2 separate regions of the Ovis aries genome follow, and region 2 is linked to region 1. The links are chromatin contacts, called in public Hi-C maps. All regions are on one chromosome and are shown on one strand. The core of a region is the stretch at or near the end of the contact, and the rest is flanking DNA. Distances in the headings are between cores, read along the strand shown.

Evidence for each region. A called contact is a pair of places that touch in the nucleus more often than the background predicts.
Region 2: a Hi-C map of liver shows a contact between it and region 1, with 2.2 times the contacts expected there. The contact joins two enhancer-like sites. A contact is called at or near these places in 2 of 16 Hi-C or Micro-C datasets (liver and tail adipose tissue).

What each region holds. Positions count from the first base shown.
Region 1 is chr25:26,413,177-26,417,879 of ARS-UI_Ramb_v3.0, forward strand. No RefSeq gene overlaps it. Among named protein-coding and RNA genes, the nearest start is that of PCBD1, 110 kb to the left of the region's middle. Within about 2 kb of position 2,810, at least 5 of the 54 cell types and tissues checked have an H3K27ac peak or open chromatin away from gene starts, as enhancers often do. A contact at or near this core is called in liver, where this site is marked.
Region 2 is chr25:26,667,140-26,671,848 of ARS-UI_Ramb_v3.0, forward strand. UNC5B (unc-5 netrin receptor B) reads left to right here. Exons shown (of 16, transcript XM_027962423.3): 8 at 1,076-1,270; 9 at 1,718-2,107; 10 at 2,742-2,829; 11 at 3,478-3,646; 12 at 3,780-4,013. LOC132658640 (a long non-coding RNA gene) reads right to left here. Exons shown (of 3, transcript XR_009598528.1): 3 at 4,008-4,709. Among named protein-coding and RNA genes, the nearest start is that of SLC29A3, 19 kb to the right of the region's middle. Within about 2 kb of position 1,807, at least 1 of the 54 cell types and tissues checked has an H3K27ac peak or open chromatin away from gene starts, as enhancers often do. A contact at or near this core is called in liver, where this site is marked.

The DNA of each region.
Region 1 (4,703 bases), core at 1,560-4,059:
TGGGACAGCATCAATCCTCGGCAACCCCCGCCCCCAACCCCGTGTTTTAAGTCCAAATCTTTAGGTCCCAGTTCCGCTCTCTGGTGTCACCCAGACCAAGCTCATGCTTCTCAAGAGAGTTGACCCTGCTATCCAGATTTGGAGAAAGACAAGATTCCCTCCTTGTTCAGGGCTTCAGAATGCTGGGAAAAGCAGAATGCTGGAAAATTGTGGAGAGTGCAGCGTTCTTGGGCCAGTGTGGCAGACGGATGGTGTCAATGGCCTGAGACTGTCACACCGTGCTGTGTCCACGGCTTTGAGTAGTGCTCTCCAGCAGTGATCTGCTCTGGCCAGTGGGGTAGCAGCAAACTGGATACAAGCCCAGGTTGGTTAAAATGTTCATTTGGCCCTGCCTCCTCTCTCTTGGACTCCTGCCACCCATGTGAGAACAAACCCAGGCCAGCCTTCAGGAAGGAGGTGAGAGACACACGGAGCCCAGGTGATCGGGCTGAGGTTGTCCTACAGAAGCAATCCAAGAGCATCCTCCTACTAACCACAGTCTGAGCCCAGCCACGTTGGTCAAGCCTAGTTTAGATCAGCCAAACTCAGAGACTCCTGAGACCCAGGGACTCATGAAAAACAACAGTTCTTATTTTAAGCTACTAAACACCGGGCTACTTTGTTACACAGAAATAGCTAACTACAAAGTCAGTCAGACAACATTGCTCAAGTTGCAATCTTGCTTCACCCACCCTTTCCTAGCAGGGTCCTCAAATAAAGTCTTTAATCTCTGTCAGTCTCAGTGTTCTCATCTGTTAAATGGGTTACTAAGCCTTCTCTTCCTCCTTCAAAGAGATAGTCAAAAAAGATGACAGATGTGGAAGTACGCTGCTAACCGTGAAGAGTACAGGGAAGGGATGTGGGCTCAGGAGGGCCCCACGGGCTGGCCTGGATGGGCTGGTGTCCCTGCGGCTACATGTCAGGGCTTGGCTAAGCAGAGAGCATTGTCCATATTAACCCAGCTCACCTTTATGACCAGAAGCAAGCCCGGCAGGCTGAGTGATAGGGCCAACTGGAGACTTATTTACAAACACAGCCCTTTCGCCTTCACTTCCTCAGTAAAGCCCCGTTGGCGGCAAATGAATGAGAATCAATAGGCCAGTTATTAAGCCGTAAATATCCCTCCCCTTGGGTCTTGGGCCAAGAGCTCTGAGGCTCTCAGCTGAAGGCAACAGAGCTGGGAGCCCCTTGCTCTGAGCCTTTCAGGTAACAGAGGGCCAAGTACCCCTTGCATGGGGCCTGCCTCAGCCCCCAGCCCCACCGGCCACTGCCAAACAGAGGAGAGACTGTTGCTAGTGTTGTGGGCAAGAAGAAGGCCTGGTCTGTGCAAAGCCGCCTTAAAGGACCCTCTTCCCACCACACAACACCTATAATTTAGAAGGGAGGAGGCTTCTATGTGAGCCTTCTATGCGAGCAAGGCCCAAACCCCTCTCCTACCTACACTGAGACTCAGAAGAGGACAGAGAACTCTTCCATCCCTGCATCCTCACAACCTGTGGGTGGAGGGACAACTCAGGCTCCCAAAGAGACAATGACTTCTTCAGGAAACACATGTCCCAAAAGTGACAGAACCCAGACTCGAAATCAGATGTGAGGCGTCTGGTCTGTGCCTTCGTCTAGGATAAGAGAGGAATGGCTGTGTGCATTAAACTCGGTAGATGGTGACTTTTGGAAGGGACGCAGGTTATGAGGCAGCTGAAAGGGGGCCAGGGAGACAGGAGAGGTTAACCCCAGCACTTTTTCAGGAGCCTGAGTGTTTCCTGTTTGATCATTCGTGCTATAGGCCAGGTTACCCAGAAAGTGGCTCACAGGAGTTGGGGGTAGATGAAGGGGAGTAAAGACAGTGTGAGAGGGAAGCAGGGGCCGGTGAAATGGAGAGTTTTGTAGTTTGGTGCAAGAGAGAAGAGGACACACACATACACGCCAGGTAGGGGCACTGGAGGCTTCCTGCAGTCCTTGACCGTGGGCGCCAGGGAGACTATGTGGAGGAGGTTGCATCTGAGCCGGGCCGTGGAGGGCAAGCAGGACTCATGCTCACTTACTCCCCTTTGTAAACGAGAAAGAAGCAAAGAGCTGTCCAGGAGGAAGGGCCAGAATAAACAAAGGCATCAGTGGTGGTGGTGATGGTGAGGGTTATGATGGTGGCAGTGATGAGGAAGATGCTGCTGCTGCTGATGATAGCAGTTGGCGCTTGTAAAAAGACTTTCTGTGTGCCGTGGCCTGCACTAGTCATTGTACATCCCCCACGGTATTAAATCTGCACAGCAACCCAACACTCTCCCTACTTAAGTCCCTGGCTGTTCAGCGGTTCCTGTCCATTGCCTTGTACTCAGCGATGTGCTTTTCCTGTTCCCTGAGGATGCTGGCTGAGTCTCCCATGTGTGAGACCGAGGGGAAGAGCATTGAACGCCTGCCCCACAAGCCCAGGAGCCAAACATCGGAGCTCATGCTTGGAATCTGCTTTTCACTAGCTGGGCAACCTCTCTGGTTCTGTTCTGCTGGTGACATGGGGGGAAGGTTATAATAATAATAAGTATTTTTCTTTTAGGATACTGAGAGGCCTTGATGAGATGCTCCACGACAAGCCCTCCGAAGAACAACTGGCAGACAGTACGTGCTCGGGATGAGCTGTTATTTTTATCTGCCTCCTGCCTGTGACCTTGCTGCCCGTGAATGCTTGCCAAAGATGGGTTGCACGGAATGGGAGTGGCCACTAGCATGTTTTCCCTGACCCAGATCTGAACCCTCTTTCTGTATTTGGAAGACTTCCCACTCTTGGTGGAAGGCAGAGCCTGTCCACTATTACAGAAGCTAAAAACCCCAGCTTGTCACTTTCCTATCCTCCCTTGCAGCTCAGGCACAGACCCATGAGCTGAGGTCTGCCTTTGAGGCGGGCCAGAGACACATTAGCAAGACTCCAGGAACACCATTCTGGTGGTGGGCAGGGGCCACAGGGCAGTTACATGAGTGTCTAGGGTGGTGCGGGCAGTAGGCAAGGACACACAGTTCTCTGGCCTGGGGGCAGAGCGCTGGGTGACCTCTTGTGCTCTGTGGCAATGCGCTCCCCAGACGGGTTTGGTGGCATGGTGGCTTGGCCTACAGTCTGTGTTTTCTAGTCCTTCCCAGAGATTCTGTGATGCCAGTATCCATTCAGTAGATCCTATTTCTGCTCAGTCAGTGTGTATCTCTGCTGCCTGTAGGTAGGATCCTGACAGTACCTAGAGGAAGGTGGAGTTTCTGTTGGACCTGCTGCCGGGCTGAGACACTGGTGAGGTCCTGGGCCAGGCCCAAGGTACTAACCTGCTGCTCAGGGAAGTGGAGCCACCACTCACATCACTGTGTGCAACCTCCCATCAGCGGACACCCCAGGTCTTGGCCTCCAGCACTCCTGGAAGAAGACCTGATGGGGGGCTGCTCCAAAGCACTGGCTACAGACTCCAAGGGAGTCAGGTGCAAGTCCCAACAGAGAGGAGGGTGCTTATGATTTAAAATGCCCCATAATCAGGAAGGGGGCTGGTCATTCTCACTTGCAGACAAGAAGGCCTCAGCAAAAGTCAACTCACCCAGAAATGGAATTCCCAGTCAAACTCCAGGCAGAGCCACATGGCCAACGATAGTAATTAGAGCATTTTACATTACACTGAACTCTAGATTCTCACTTCTTTATCTCATTTTTGCTCATTCTACAGAGGGGGAAACACTGGCTCAGAGCTTACACTGGCTTTCCTAAGGTCGCCCAACAATGAGTGGTAGAGACTTCCAGTGCAGGTATTATAATAGCAAAGATGAAAGGGACCTTTGGGGAAACTGAGACCCAGGAGGGGGTGGTCAAGAGAATCCATCATGGGGAAGCATATTTGAACTTGTACTAGAAACAAACAAAAAAAGTTTCTTATGACCTTAGGATAGAGTGCCCTGCCATGGGAGAGAGTGAGCTCCCTGTTAGTGGAGCTTTGCAAGAAGAGGCAGGGACTACTAGGTGAGTATGTGCGGAGAAGCAAGGACCCCCACACTGACTGGGGGGTGCTGCCATCTCCTGGGACATGTGGTTCACTATAAATGGGGGTTTCTGAAATGATGCAGGTTCTTTCATGATCTTTCTCTGCTTTGAGTCAGTTCAGCCCAAGAGGGCTAAGACGTGCACAGAGGGTGGCTCTGAGTCACAGGCCACGTGGGAGGTCCTGAGCTGTCTCCAAAGGCAGAGCAGAGACCCCAGGGTCGTAAGGAGTCTGTCTCCCTACACACATGCACTCACGTGCACAGACGGAGAAACTGAGGCCCTGAGAGGGGAAGTGAAGGATCCCAAGCTAGACAGAAGTGGAGGCAGGGTGAGACGCCAAGCCTTTGGCATTCAGTCTAGAGTATGGGTTCAAATTGTGGGGTCCCTGATCAGCACCCTCAGCATCCCCTGTTGAAAAGACAAATTCTTAGGCCTCACTGACTCCAGAACCCTGGGAGTGGGCCATAGTCTGGGTTTCATTAAGCGTTGCAGGGGATTTAGCATTTAACTTGTTTGTTTTTAAGTGGAGGATAATTGCTTTACAGTGTTGTGATGGTTTCTGCCTTACATCAACATGAATCAGCCACAGGTGTACATACGCCCCCTCACTCTTGAACATCCCTCCCACCTCCCACCCCGTCCAACCCCTCTAGGCTGTGGGGCG
Region 2 (4,709 bases), core at 557-3,056, 250 kb after region 1:
GGCCCTGCCCCACCTTGCTGAAGCTCAGGCCTCCCCCCAGTTCAGGCAGGAAAGCCGGCCTCCCTCTCTGAGGGCCCTGGGGATTGGGGGAGGGTAGACAGGGGCTTCCCAGAGCTCCCAGAGGAAATGGGGCAGGGTGGGGGCAGCTGTCTTGGCTCTGCTGCGCTGTCCAGTGTAGTAGCCGCTAGACGTGTGTGGCTTGAAAATTCTATTTATCTTAGCTGAAAATAAATATGTCTAAAAACTCTTTTCCTCAGCCAAGCCAGCCGCATTTTAGTTGTTTAATAACCGCACGTGGCTGGCAGCTGTCATGGGAAACAGCGTAGACATGGGATACGCCATCATCCTAGAAAGTTCTGTTGGACAGAACACCTCTCTGCCTGGCTGTGTGGAGCTGATTCTAGCTGTGCAGCAGCCTGCCCTGCCCACCGTCCAGAGTGGGGTGTCCTCCAGCCTAGCAGCCTGTCTGGGTTGGGGAGTATAACCTGGGGTTGCCTCCCTGAGCCCCTTCCTTCCCTTCCAGCTCTCCCTTCCCTTCCCTCCTCTCCATCCATCACCATGCATCTCATTCTCCTCCTGCTTCCCCTCCCCCTCCCGTCCTCGGCCCAGAATGGAAGTGAGCTCAGAGTGGCTACTTGTAGAGATTTCTGGGAACCAGGACCTTGGGTCCTACGGAGGTTGCTGCAGGCTGCAACTGAGGCCCTGGGTTTACTCTCACTCTGTGGCCCCCTGATTTTGAGCCACAGGCCCTGTCACCTCCTGAGCAGAGAGCAGTGACTTCACTCTTGGGAGTATCCACTCCAAGAGTGCCTGTGCCTCTCCTTACTACACTGGGAAGGAAGCAGAGCATGGGGGCAGGGGCATTTAGACTGGTACACTTATAGAGACTGATGCTCAGAGAGGTTCAAGGCTTGCCTGAGGTCACCAGCCTGTCTGGCAGGGCTCAGATTTAAACCTAGGATAGCGCCAGTCTGTCCCAGGCCCTGCCTCTTCCCGGGGACAAAGGGAATCTCTGGCTCCCCCAAGGCCTGGGTCTCTGCCCCCTGCCCCTCACTCAGCCCTCCTGTCCCCACAGTCCTGGAGACCTCGGGGGACATGGCGCTGTATGCAGGCCTCGTGGTGTCCATCTTCGTGGTGGTGGCTGTCCTCATAGTGGTGGCGGTGGTGGTGTACCGCCGCAACTGCCGGGACTTTGACACCGACATCACCGACTCATCTGCCGCCCTCACCGGCGGCTTCCACCCAGTCAACTTCAAGACTGCAAGGCCCAGTGAGGACCTGGGAACACCTGGGGTGGTGGGTGCGGGCAGGGTCCCCAGGGGGCTTGGCAGCCAGGTGAGCCAGACCAGAGCAGAGGCGCCTGACTCCCTCCTGAGGTTTCTCTAGAGTTTTTTTTTATTTTATTTTTTTATTTAAATTTTATTTTTTGACAATACTGTATTGGTTTTGCCATACACTGACATGAATCCACCACAGGTGTACATGAGTTTTTTTAAATAAAGATCACTGGACAAGTATGGATAAGAGCGATGCAGGAAAGAGAAAAAATAACTCAGGGGGCAAGTCCCTAAGCTTCCTGCCTCAGCTGGCAGTGGAACCTTTCAGAGCTGGAATCTGGGTGGGATTTTGTGAAAGAAGGGCCCCCAACCGTAGCAGAGGGTGGGATGGGGCCAGGGAGGCACCTCAGGCTGAGTCTGACTGCGGCCCCGCCCTGCAGACAACCCACAGCTCCTGCACCCATCCGTGCCTCCTGACCTCACTGCCAGCGCCAGCATCTACCGCGGGCCAAAGTACGCCCTGCAGGACTCAGCCGACAAGATCCCCATGACCAACTCGCCGCTGCTGGACCCGCTGCCCAACCTCAAGATCAAGGTCTACAGCTCCAGCACCACCGGCTCTGGGCCAGGCCTGGCAGACGGGGCCGACCTGCTGGGAGTCCTGCCACCCGGCACGTACCCTGGTGACTTTTCCCGGGACACCCAGTTCCTGCACCTGCGCAGTGCCAGCCTCGGCTCCCAGCAGCTCCTGGGTCTGCCCCGTGACCCGGGGAGCAGTGTCAGCAGCACCTTTGGCTGCCTGGGCGGGAGGCTCAGCATCCCTGGCACAGGTGAGTCCCCGCTCTGCTGGCCCGTCAGCCTGGCCTTGGCATGTTTCCCTCTAGACAGTCCAACATTCACCCAGCCAAAAATAGGACTTCCTGGTCCCATTTCACAGACATGAGAAGTGAGGCCCAAGGGGATAAAGTGATGATAAATGAAGACCTGAGGTCCAGGCCTGCCTCTGCCTCGCTAGGGGAGGCAATCTCGATAAACCTCAATTTCACTATCGAGTAAGTGGGAAAGAATACTGCCATGTAGTCAAGAAACCACAGGGTGCTGTTAAAAAGACAGGGCTGCCCAGCTCAGGTTGCACAGCCAGCAGTTGACAGTTTCCCCGTGTCATACCCTGAGCTAGGCTGGGGCTGGAACCACCCCTTCGGCCTCCAGGACTCTGGCCTATCTCTATATCCCACTGCAATGCCTCCCCTGTGCGGTCCCTCTGGACAGCCCCACTGTGGTCAGTGAAAGGCCAGGGGCCTTTCCTGGTACCCAGCCACTCTCCCCATGCCTTGCTGGTAACCACCAGGATCTCAGAAGATGTCTTTCTCTCTCTATTCCGAGCTGGAGGCCAACCCCTCATCCCCTATGCTAAGGTCCTGGACTCCTTCTAGCCCCTCCCTACTGACCTCTCTCTCCCACTAGGGGTCAGCCTGCTGGTGCCCAATGGAGCCATCCCCCAGGGCAAGTTCTATGAGATGTACCTCCTCATCAACAAGGCAGAAAACACCCTGTGAGTAGAGAGACGCAGCCCCAGCCTGTCTCCCTGCTGCTTGCCCACCTTGGGCTCAAGTATATCCCCTTCTAAACCCAGTGCCAAGACCAGAGATAGTTCTCCAAGGAAGACATTGCTCGATGTTTGTTCCCATTTAAGTCATGCAAAACCAGCTCAACAAATCATAAAACTGAAAGCCAGATGACCAGCTGGCTACAGTATGACAAAGAGCTAATATCCTAACTGTATGAAGAGGTAAAGAAAGAGCTATGAGGCACTGGAAGTTTCCCTGCTTGTGAATTTGCAAAGATATTTTCAAATGTCATAGTACCTTCATGCTGGCAAGAGTGTGGGAACACGGCCCTCCCATGGCACGTTGGTGGGAGTGTGGATGGGTACCAGTTTTCTAGAGGGCTCTTTAGCAGTACCTATCCACAGCATCTGCAGAGTGCAGAATCTTTGAAAATAGGAGCAAAGGTTTGGCTATGAGAATGTTGCAATGTAATAGCAAAAATCTAGAAACGATTTCAAGGCCTGTGCCATTTTTCCTTAACTCTGGGAGCCCCAGGGATACAGAACTGCCTTCTCTCACCCCAGCAGCCAGGGCAGGGGGGAGCCCAGCCCCGCTTCCTCACTGCCTCCCTCTCACCCTCCACCCCGCCCCAGCCCGCTTTCAGAAGGGACCCAGACAGTATTGAGCCCTGCAGTGACCTGCGGGCCCACGGGCCTCCTGCTGTGCCGCCCCGTCATCCTCACAGTGCCCCACTGTGCAGAAGTCAGTGCTGGCAACTGGATTTTCCAGCTCAAGACCCAGGCCCATCAGGGCCACTGGGAGGTGAGGAGGCAAGGCTGGGGGGCCTTGGGATCTGAAAGCCCCTTTCATCCTGGCCCAACCTGGATGGACCCCTTCCAGGGCCTTGGCTGGAGGGAGCCCGACCACTTCACCCCCACCCTCTGTGACCCTACAGGAAGTGGTGACCCTGGATGAGGAGACCCTGAATACTCCCTGCTACTGCCAGCTGGAGGCCAGGTCCTGCCACATCCTGCTGGACCAGCTGGGCACCTACGTGTTCACGGGTGAGTCTTACTCCCGCTCGGCAGTCAAGCGGCTCCAGCTGGCCATCTTTGCCCCGGCCCTCTGCACCTCCCTGGAGTACAGCCTCAGAGTCTACTGCCTGGAGGACACGCCTGTAGCGCTGAAGGTAAGGCCAGACCATGGACGCCCGCGCAGGCCCACACACTGCAGGTGCCTCGCCCACAGCCAGCCCACTGCCTGGTACCTTCCAGTACTCCCTCCCCAGGATCATGGCACCTGCCAGGCACCCTCTGCCAGCCTCAGCCTCATCCAGTCATTCCTTCATTCCTCAAACATTGAAATGGCATCAGACCCTCGTGATACAGAGATGAGTCGGGCACAGTTAGCCCTCACCAAGCTGCGGGCTAGAGGTGGAGCCAGACCTGAGCATCACTGATGCAGGGCTGCGGGAGCATCAGCCTGGGGATGCAGGCTGGCGGGGCTTGGTTGTTGGGGAGGGGGTCTGCCCAACAGCCTTCTCAGAGCTGACCTTGGCCCTAAGCTCGCAAGGACAGGTGGGAACTCCAGGCGGAGAAGGGAGAAGGGCATTCCGGCAGACAGAACAGTTTAAGCAGAGGCAGGTGTGGTGTCCTGTGTGCCAAAGCGTGCTGGGGTATGAGAGCCGGGGCTCGAGAGATGGCAGGGCTCCGCCTCCCAACAGCCTTGGGGTCATGCCAAGGAACTTGGAAGCCATCCAGTGGGTCAGGGCAGAAACCTGGTGGACACTTATTCACAGGTGCTCTCTTGAAAGCTACATTGTGGGGGTGGATAGACAAAAGACTGGGAGGCTGCAGCCAGGCCTTCCGCTGGACCCTGGACAACA